3 separate regions of the Sus scrofa genome follow, and regions 2 and 3 are each linked to region 1. The links are chromatin contacts, called in public HiChIP or PLAC-seq maps. All regions are on one chromosome and are shown on one strand. The core of a region is the stretch at or near the end of the contact, and the rest is flanking DNA. Distances in the headings are between cores, read along the strand shown.

What was found. HiChIP or PLAC-seq counts read pairs in DNA pulled down with a chosen protein or histone mark.
Region 2: a contact with region 1 is called in an H3K27ac HiChIP or PLAC-seq map of alveolar macrophages. The contact joins two enhancer-like sites. A contact is called at or near these places in 1 of 47 Hi-C or Micro-C datasets (embryonic fibroblasts) and 2 of 2 datasets of contacts at active chromatin or transcription factors (alveolar macrophages and skeletal muscle).
Region 3: a contact with region 1 is called in an H3K27ac HiChIP or PLAC-seq map of alveolar macrophages. The contact joins two enhancer-like sites. A contact is called at or near these places in 2 of 2 datasets of contacts at active chromatin or transcription factors (alveolar macrophages and skeletal muscle).

The regions. Positions count from the first base shown.
Region 1 is chr7:33,802,672-33,805,849 of Sscrofa11.1, reverse strand. The region is part of intron 8 of BTBD9 (BTB domain containing 9); the gene reads left to right. Among named protein-coding and RNA genes, the nearest start is that of BTBD9, 320 kb to the left of the region's middle. Within about 2 kb of position 1,544, at least 2 of the 83 cell types and tissues checked have an H3K27ac peak or open chromatin away from gene starts, as enhancers often do. A contact at or near this core is called in alveolar macrophages, where this site is marked.
Region 2 is chr7:34,003,982-34,007,159 of Sscrofa11.1, reverse strand. The region is part of intron 6 of BTBD9 (BTB domain containing 9); the gene reads left to right. Among named protein-coding and RNA genes, the nearest start is that of BTBD9, 120 kb to the left of the region's middle. Within about 2 kb of position 1,434, at least 4 of the 83 cell types and tissues checked have an H3K27ac peak or open chromatin away from gene starts, as enhancers often do. A contact at or near this core is called in alveolar macrophages, where this site is marked.
Region 3 is chr7:33,985,020-33,988,197 of Sscrofa11.1, reverse strand. All of the region lies in intron 6 of BTBD9 (BTB domain containing 9), which reads left to right. Among named protein-coding and RNA genes, the nearest start is that of BTBD9, 140 kb to the left of the region's middle. Within about 2 kb of position 1,542, at least 1 of the 83 cell types and tissues checked has an H3K27ac peak or open chromatin away from gene starts, as enhancers often do. A contact at or near this core is called in alveolar macrophages, where this site is marked.

The DNA.
Region 1 (3,178 bases), core at 295-2,794:
CCTAACATGCCTGTCCCTTCTCCTCACCCTCCTAATAATCTCCTAGGAAAGTTCACCCAAATGCATACTGCTTTCAGCTGTTAAGAGAAGGACTGATTCTGGCCTTTTAAAATCACCACAGCCCCTAATAGCAAAAGAAGCTGAAATAGATCTGGACTTGCTCCTAGGATGCTAAGCCCTGTGGGTGGGGCAGCACCTCTCTGTTTTGGCCTCTAACTGGTGCTTTTCCCATCCTGCTATGGGCCGAGTTGGTCAGTCTCACCGATTGTGCGCACACGTCATGATGAGGAAGCTGCCGAGATGAAGGGGGATGGCCTTGCTGTGGAGAGGGGAACTGATGGTGCCAAATTTAAACGTAGGGGAAGATCTGTAAAGGCCACATACCTGCTTGGCATGTCACCGCTGCAAAGGCCTGTAACATAATGAGACTTCACCTTTTAAAATATAACAAGACCATTTGAAATCGTTCCCAGTATTTTTGATGCCAACATCTCGCTTAAGGAAGGGGCTCTAGTGAAAAGAGTCACCTTGGAAAATAGTACTGGTTTTCTTCTCAAGGGTTGTTTGGCCTGGACAAAATTTTCTCATATATCCACATTGAAAGCATAAAATGAAAAAATTTTTGTCAAATTTGATGCGTAGGATGAAATCTAGATCATAAGCCTAGGCCAAAACTTATTTCTTAATAAAGGGTTTGCCACATGATTGAATAATCTGCAGAAGTTTGCTTGGACAGTATTTAGCCTGTATAAAAAATTAAGCAGGTAACTTAGAAAAATAGATTTGCATTGAAAGCAGGAAATGTGTTGATTATAAATTGTTTTTTTCCCCCAAATGTGATAATATATGCAAAAACATTTTGAAACCAGTGAGATCTGTGTGAATGTGAGGTGGGATTATGATTAGCTCTTCACCATTCTTTCTATGCTCAGTATTTACTGAGAATTGCCGCTGCAGCCATGCTACTTGGCAGTATGCTGTTACCTTTTAAGTCCTCACCTAAAATTGAAATTAAAAACTCAATCCCTCCAAGGAGGGAAATGATGGTCTCAATTAGCTGTCAAAAGTTGGTAGTTTTTGGAGTTCCCATTGTGGTGCAGCAGAAACGAATCCGACTAGTAACCATGAGGTTTCGGGTTCGATCCCTGGCCTCCCTCAGTGGATTAAGGATCCAGCACTGCAGTGAGCTGTGGTGTAGGTCGCAGACGTGGCTTGGATCTGGTGTTGCTGTGGCGTAGGCCGGCAGCTGTAGCTGTGATTTGACCCCTAGCCTGGGAACCTCCATGTGCTGCAGGTAGGGCCCTAGAAAGACAAAAGACAAAAAAAAAGAAAGTTGGTAGTTTTGGACCGTCTCAAAGTTGTGTCCCACCCGTATCCTGCAGGTAGATTCTCAATTGGCATGTCCCTCTCAGATAACTTACCTGGATTACACTGCATAGAATACAAGATCCAGTGGGAGGGAAGGCCGCTCCTCTTACCGCCTCTTCCTCAATGAACTCGCCTACGTGGCGGAGCCCGAGTGTCCGCATCTCCTCACTTCCCTTCATTCTGGGCCTTCAGTGACCAAACGCAGAAGCTGCATGTGCCAGACAACTGAGAACTCGTGCTCACCCCTTCCCTCGCCAACTGCAAAGGATTATTAGTTAGTGTCATCGTGTCCTCCTCTCTCTGAGACCTCACCCTCTAAGAGCCTTGGGAGCTTAAACACTCCGCACACAGACTCTCTGGTGTCCTCTGACCTAACGTACTTCCCAAGTTCTCCTTCCATCTGGCAAGAAGTCTGGGTTGTCTTTGTCCTGCTGGTAAAAGAAGGCTGGTGTTCCCTTTGCCCTGAGAGGGTGGCCCATGTAAAGGCAGGGCCCCCGTGGTGGCTGCCCATCCGGAATCCTTGGACCTGGGACCCACAGGCAGCCACCTGGTCCCCTTCCCACGCCTTTGTGAAAACATCTCTTGGTTCCAGTCTCCCACTGAGAATCTTGTCTGGGGCTTGCATTCCTCCAGCAGCTCCTCTCAGCTTGACCTTGCTCCCACCTGAGGAGGACCCTGCATAATCGAACCCTGGGACAGCTGACAATAGGATCCCTCTTATCTTTGGGAAAATCCTTTTCTTACCAGTAAAGTTGTTCTGCAGCTGCACCGATTCCTTCCGGCAGCTGTTAGAGGCTCCCGCCTGCCTCTCGTAGTAGAGATTCCAGTGGAGCCTCTAATGTGATGTCTGTCTTTCCGCTCCTCATTCAGAAGAACTAGAACTGGTCTCTGAATGTGGTGAAAGCATGGAAATTTCCCCTTGCGACAGCGCTCCATAACTTCCTCCTTCACCTTCGCCACTGTCACATCTGCTCTTTGGCTTCCTGACCTCCAGCCCCTCTCTATTCTGAAAGGTGGTCAGCGCCCTCTGACCCACTTAACTCCTCAGCAGCCTGAAGGGTAACTTTTCTGACATAAGTGTCTTCCCTTTTCTCCATCGACCCTACCTTCTTGCCTCCTGCTCCCTCAGTGCCACTGCCGAAGAGAGTTATAAACCACTCTGATTGTTCCATCTTTGCATGGCCCCTCCCTGCAGCTCAGTGGGCCCTGTGGAGCCTGTTCCAAAGCCTGTTCTGCCTTCTACCCCACACTGCAGTCCTCCCACTCCTAGCTTGGACAAAGGATAAAAGATCTTCTTTCATATTCGAATGAAAAGTTTGCTGTCCAGGAGTTCCCATGTGGCTCAGTGGGTTAAGGATCTGGTGCTGTCACTGCTGTGGCTCAGGTAGCTGCTATGGCACGACTTTGGTTCCTGACCCGGGAACTTCCAAGTGCCTTGGACTCAGAAAAAAAAAAAAAAAAAAAAAAAAAAAAAAGATTGCTGTCCAAGGTGAGGCTCCTCACCATTCCTGTTCTTCACATCATTGTCCATCTGGTCCCATAGCCATCCTGCCATCGTCGTCACCCTCATCAACAGAACATCTGCTCTTTTCTGCCTCATGCACTCTGCGAGGAGCTTATCTTAAGCCCTTTTGTCTCAAGCTGCAGAAACCAGGTTAAGACGGCTTAAGCCATTAATGGCAAGTTTATTAAGCAACTTGGGAGATTGCTCTTGGAGCACCAGGGCAGGAACTCTGGTGGCCCCCACAGGGGCTCACATCAGATGTTGGAATCCTGCTGGGAGCTCAGATCACCTGTCTCCTTTTCTTCT
Region 2 (3,178 bases), core at 185-2,684, 200 kb before region 1:
TAACTATGAAGAGAGAAAGACATGACAGTAATTAAGATGGGCTAAGTAAGCCATTCTTATTCATGAGCACAGCCTCGTCTCTCAGCCACCATCCCCATCCCTGTGGGGCTCTGATATTGCCCCTCCTCTCTGCTGTCCCAGCCACCTCCAGATCTGCCTGCAAGGTCACACTGGGTTTTGTGGACTCATCCATATGACTCCCTATCTCCTGATCTGGTTCCAGTCCTCCTAGACCTAGGGAGAAGATGGGAAATAGGTCTTCCGCGTTCTTGCAGGGGTAGGAATGGCGTTCTTGAGGATCTCTAGAGGCAGGCACTGGGCTGAGGATTCTGCTTGCCTAGTTATACCGAATCCTCAGAAGGTTCCCACGAGGTGGGAACAATTATCTCTATTTTGTAGATGAACAAACGAAGGCACAGAGATGTTGTTTGCACCACGGTCTGTGGTGGTGGAGTCAAAATCCAAAGTCATATCTCTTTACATTGAGCTGCTTTTGTTGTTTCCAATGAAATGCACGATCCTTTCAAAAACATGTTCAAACTTTTCTCATCTTTGGGTAGGCAAAAGAAAAAAAAATTAATGAGACGATCATTATTATTTTGAAAATAACTACCTTATTCTGCCTAGCAACTATTTGCTGTAGGGTCTGGGGCAGTACTTTCATACCATGCAGTTGCCACCATAGAAAAACCAAGAGTATTATAATAATTTAATTCATGTTTTAGGTTATTATAAATAGAATTATAATCTCTTTTCATATAAGAAATACGTATATTTTTAAGAATGGAAGCACTATAGATTGGCCTAAGGGAGCTTTTTAAATAACCTGTAAGGGTAAATTTCTTTTCCAGTTTCTTCAGAATAATATTTGGAGCCCTTAAATTTGGATCTATTCTAATAAGAGTTATAATGATGAAAAAGGTATGTAAATACAATGAACCTTCTATAGTTACTTAAAAACAGAGATGTTCACATATATACAAAAATGAGTAAAAGGCATCTCTGTAATTTTGAACTTTCCTTATGTACTTATTGTCTTGTATAACAAGCAAAAGAGATGTTTACAATCTCACACTCTAGATAGAGCTTAAATTTTAACATGTAAAAATTAATACCATCTCCCATTATTCTAAGTTTATAGAAAACAGTGTACTCATCATTGAAACTGTGTATGTCAGTGTAAGGATTTGCTTTGATTTTTTTTTTTTTTTTTAATCTCCAGAACACTTCTCAGGAACAAATTAGATTTAAATTTGAAGAAAAAAAAAAAAGCTTTGAATTTGGTGAAGGAAATCTGTCAATGGAAAGATGGTCAGGTGTTGAAAATATGTGCTGTGATTAAACAATTGTCTTAAAACAACAATGACTAAGGTGTATTATCACCATTCAAAATGGAACAAAATTGGCTACTGAACTTTGGCCTTTAGAAATTGTATCTTGAGCCTCTGACCACTGGAGGGCGCTATGTTACTGCAAACCACTCACTAAAGTCAGAAGTCGTCAAATCTCTTCATTTGTTCTTACTAAAAAGATAAAGGATTTATATTCTTGTAATGCCAAATCAGTTCATACTTAACATTCAGCCTTTAGCTGTAGAAACTTGTTTGAATGACAGTAATGGCTTCATTTCAAGTTATTTAAATGTTTAATGCTTGTAATTTACTCAAATGTGTATAATCCTTTATTTAACTTGATGAAAATGATGTACTGTTAACATTGTTTTTAGCATTAATTAATGTGACTAATTGAAGTTTGAAACACTAAAACCAATTTCCCTGTTGTGTTGCGTCATCAGACTGTAGAGAAGTTTCCCTCTGGCCTGGTCTGATCTCTCTTCTGTCCCCCCTCAGCCCTGCTTGGTGCCCCCCTACATGTTTTACCCTCCCTGCTATTTCTGTAGCTAATTTGATTTCAGTATACCCACTGCTACGGTTGGTAGCAAAACTGATGAACTGTAGCTCGTTTCTCCTCTGAAAACTTTGCAATGCATTATGATAGGAGCTTCCTAGCATTACTTTATTGTTCCAGAAATGAATGTAGTGATGATTAACATCACTAAATCACTATAAGCACTTAAGCAGAGGGAGAAAAATGGAAGTAGGTGTTGACGTCCCTAGTCCTGGCAGTTGGTGAAAACTCATTTTCAGCAGGAAATGGTGGAACCTCAGTATTCTTACCTGAAGACCCATCAGCACAGCTTTCATTGCCACTGACTCTCAGTAATAATGAAAAACAAAACCAAAGCCCCTGCTGTTTTCAAAGCTTTAGTCTGGTCTTGGAAATCAGAGGAGTATAAGTCAAAACCAGGTAACACCTTTCTGGCAGCTTGCTTGTACTGCTGTGATGTGTTACAGTAAAACGGCCCATTACAGTTCTCTGTTTGTAGGCATAAATAATTCTTTCTTGTTAAACATTGCTCTTCCAGGGTGCCAGAGGAAGGAGCAATTTTACCCACTGTAATTGTGATACATGTCATGTATTCAAAGTAATTGTTAGGTCACTGCATACTTTGTTGTTATTCTAAACGCTACAGAAGTTTTCTCTATAACCTGGACAGTTTTCAAAGGGTTAAAAATGCAGGAGTATCTCATTCTTTTTAGGTTAAATCTTTGATGTGTATTGTCTTGGGGAAAAAATGTTGTCTTGGTTTTAAAAAACACCTATAAACAGAATTGCTCAACTCCTCCTATTTATGTAATCATGTAATCCTTTATAATAGTGGCACTATTTTATTTTGTATATGAAATCTTAAATTGAAAGCTTAAATTTAATTCCATAATCAAAATGCACATTGGCTCTGGTTTGTTTACTAACCATTTTAACAAGAATTCGTATGGTATTTCTTGACACTGTAATTTTCCTTATAATTTTAAACATTATGTATTTTATAAATATACATATATGTAAATATGTGTTTTAAACATTATGTGCATATTTGCTTATATATACGCACATAATTGTTATCTCAGTCGAGTAAAGCAAAATAATTGAAACGAAAACTATAAATATATGCTATATAGATATAGCAGTTTTAGGATGTGAGCTTATGAAATTAATGACTAATAGATCTGAGTTTTTAAATTATTATCTTAGTTGTGTCATTCTTGTCTTAAATCCATAAATGATAAGACTGCCCAGGGTTTTTTTGGGGGGTTTTTTTTGGTCTTTTGTCCTTTTA
Region 3 (3,178 bases), core at 293-2,792, 180 kb before region 1:
CTCATAGGATCTTAGTGCTTTATCAGAGTAATTATTCATCAGTGACTTTAATATTTCTTCCTGGAGTGCTTAAAAGCATCCGTGCCATGCTGGTTCATAAGCACATATCACACACCCTGGCTTCACTCAAGCCTATGTTCATTCATTGTGGGAGGAAAGATGGGCACTGAATTATGCTTTAATTTTATATCCCTGGGAGGAATTTGTGATCAGATTATTCTGGCCTTTGAGCCATGCTGCCTTGAAAGCAATTCTGAAGTGCCTGATAGTTAAGCTTAACAACTTACTTTCAATGAACCTTTGATATTCTACAGCTGTAGTAAACAGAGTGAAAAACATAATGCAGATGCCAGATTAATTTTCTCAGCCTGTCAAATGGACATTCAGGAAATCAAATGGACATTTCCAAACTTGTTTGCCAGTTTACATTCTTTTTTTTTTTTTTGGCTTTTTTAGGGCCACACTCACGGCATATAGAAGTTCCCAGGCTATGGACTTGCTCAGTGGGTTAAGGATCTGGTGTTGCCGTGAGCTGTGGTGTAGGTCGCAGATGTGGCTTGAATCTGGCATTGCTGTGGCTGTGGTGTATGCCGCGGGTGCAGCCCTCAAAAGACAAAAAAAAAAAAAAAGTTCTCAGGCTAGGGGTCGAATTGAAGCTGTAGCTGCTGCCGGCTTATATCACAGCCACAGCAACACCAGATTCAAGCCGCATCTGCAACCTACACCACAGCTCACGGCAACACTGGATCCTTAACCCACTGAGCGAGGCCAGGGACTGAACCCGAATCCTCATGGATACTAGTCGGGTTCTTTACCGCTGAGCCACAATGGGCACTCCCAGTTTACATTCTTTGAAGAATTAGAGAGAAGGATTCCTGATGGTCTGGGGAAGTGACCACTGAATGTGAGCTATTGCATTTCCAGGCCTGGCTCTGCCACTGCCTCTGCCTCTCCCAGGGACCTGCAGAGAATCTCTCTGTACTTGCAGAATTCACCTTTCTCTTTTCCAGTGGTTGAGCTAGACCCTATCTCATGTCTCTTCCTTTCCCTAATCGTCTATGATTCAAAGGGGGGAAGTATGGGAGCAGCTTTTGGCCAAGATGCAGTAGGGACCCAGGAGATCATGGCCATGTTAGCCTCCTGAGAGCCAGGTGATGGCCCCTGTATAGAATAACTTCATTCTGAGCAGTCAGCACATATTAAATGCCTCTGGAGAAGGTACTGTGCAAGGGACAGGGTGAAGAAATGAAAACATAGTCAATTTCAGAGTTCCCTAGTGGTTCAGTGAGTTAAGGATCCAGCGTTGTCACTGCTGTGGCTTGGTTTACAGCTCTGGTGCAGGTTCAATCCCTAGCCCAGGAACTTCCACATGCATGAGTGCAGGAAAAAAAAGAAAGAAGCACCACAGGTAGTCAATTTGACAGGCAAGTGAGAGCTCAAGGCACAGGAAAAAAAAACTGATGAGTCAAGGCAGCATATGTTACGTCAGATGAGCTCTTTGTCTGGGCATTGTTGAGATCAGGAACCGAGAGCGTAGGGGAGGCCCTCTCAGGCTCAGCTGCAGAGCAGGAGGGTGTGCCCTGGGCAGGCAGTGGAGGAACAGGCCCTCGAGAAAGAGAATTGCAGGCATGGGAGCAAGGACTAGGGGGACATAGGGAGCTAGGCTGGAGTTTCTTCCTTTTAGGTGTAGCCATTACTAGGAGATGTTTCTGAGAATAAACGTGTTTTTATTGTAGAAAGTTTGGAAACTAGAGAAACATATTAAGCAAGTAAAAATCACCCATAACCTCACAATCCATACATGACTACTTTGATCTGTTTCTTTTTGTCATGTGTATGTGTGAGTATTCTTTTAGAAAATGATCTTCAGATCATATATATTTTCATTTAATGTTTTATTGCTTTTCCCCACATTTTAAATATTCCTTGAAAACATTTTTCAGGGTTACATGTTATTTCATTATATGGTGTTCCATAATTTGACTTTTCCTATATTGAAGCACAAATAGATTGTTTTTGTTTTGATATTGTAAATAGTGCTGTGATGAAATTCTTATACATAAAATTTGCTTAGTCTTATATATAAATTACCTGATTATTTGAGATTTAAAAATTGTGTTTCAGGAGTTCCCGTCGTGGCGCAGTGGTTAACGAATCGACTAGAACATGAGGTTGCGGGTTCGGTCCTGCCTTGCTCAGTGGTTAACGATCCGCATTGCGTGAGCTTGTGTAGGTTGCAGACGCGGCTCGGATCCCGTTGCACGGCTGTAGGCGTGGCTACAGCTCGATTCGACCCTAGCCTGGGAACTCCATATGCGTGGAGCGGCCAAGAAATAGCAACAACAACAAAAAGACAAAAAAAAAAAATTGTATTTCAGCTTTCTTATAGAATTTTATGTGACACTTGAGTTTGAACTTTAAATCATAGACATTAGATGGGATCTAAATTAATTTTATGATGGTGTTGACTAAAAATTTGACTCTAGAAAATCAGTGTAATGTATCATGAAAGAAGACCTGTTAAGAAGTGATGCTGAGACGTATTTATTGATTCATTCATCCATGTAAACCAGGAGCTGTGCCCGACCCTGGGAATGAGGATGGCTTGGATTAGCTCAGGTCACTGTTAGCTCTCTGGGACTACTGCCGTGGTCTGGACTAGTTTCCCTATTTATACTCTCGTTCCACTTTATTTCCACCCAGCAACTACAGGGTTCTTTGCAAGACTATACATCAGATCATGCTCATAGACTTCCCATTACACCCAGGATAAAATCCAGTGTCTTAATATAGCAGCTGTACTGCCCATGTATTACCTCCGGCCTTCCTGGCCTTTTTTTTTGCATTTTCTCCAATGTGCTGAGTGTCCCCACACGTGGCGTTTCCCTCAGTGCTCTTCCCCGTCTCCCCCGGCCACCTCAGACTTACCCTTCAGTCTTGGCTCAGGATTCACTGGCTGAGAGGATCCTTTCTGATGACCAACACCCCCTATCTTAACTAGACTCACATAGAACCCAGGTCTGTTTTTTAGAGCACTTGTCACAATTTGTAATGAAACCTTTATTTGTGTTATTCAATGTAGGACTTCTCCACTAGACTGTAAGCCCCATAAGGCCAGGAACCATGACTGTCTTGCTCACTTCCCCGCAGTACCTGTCACTGTCCTTGTCATGTGGTA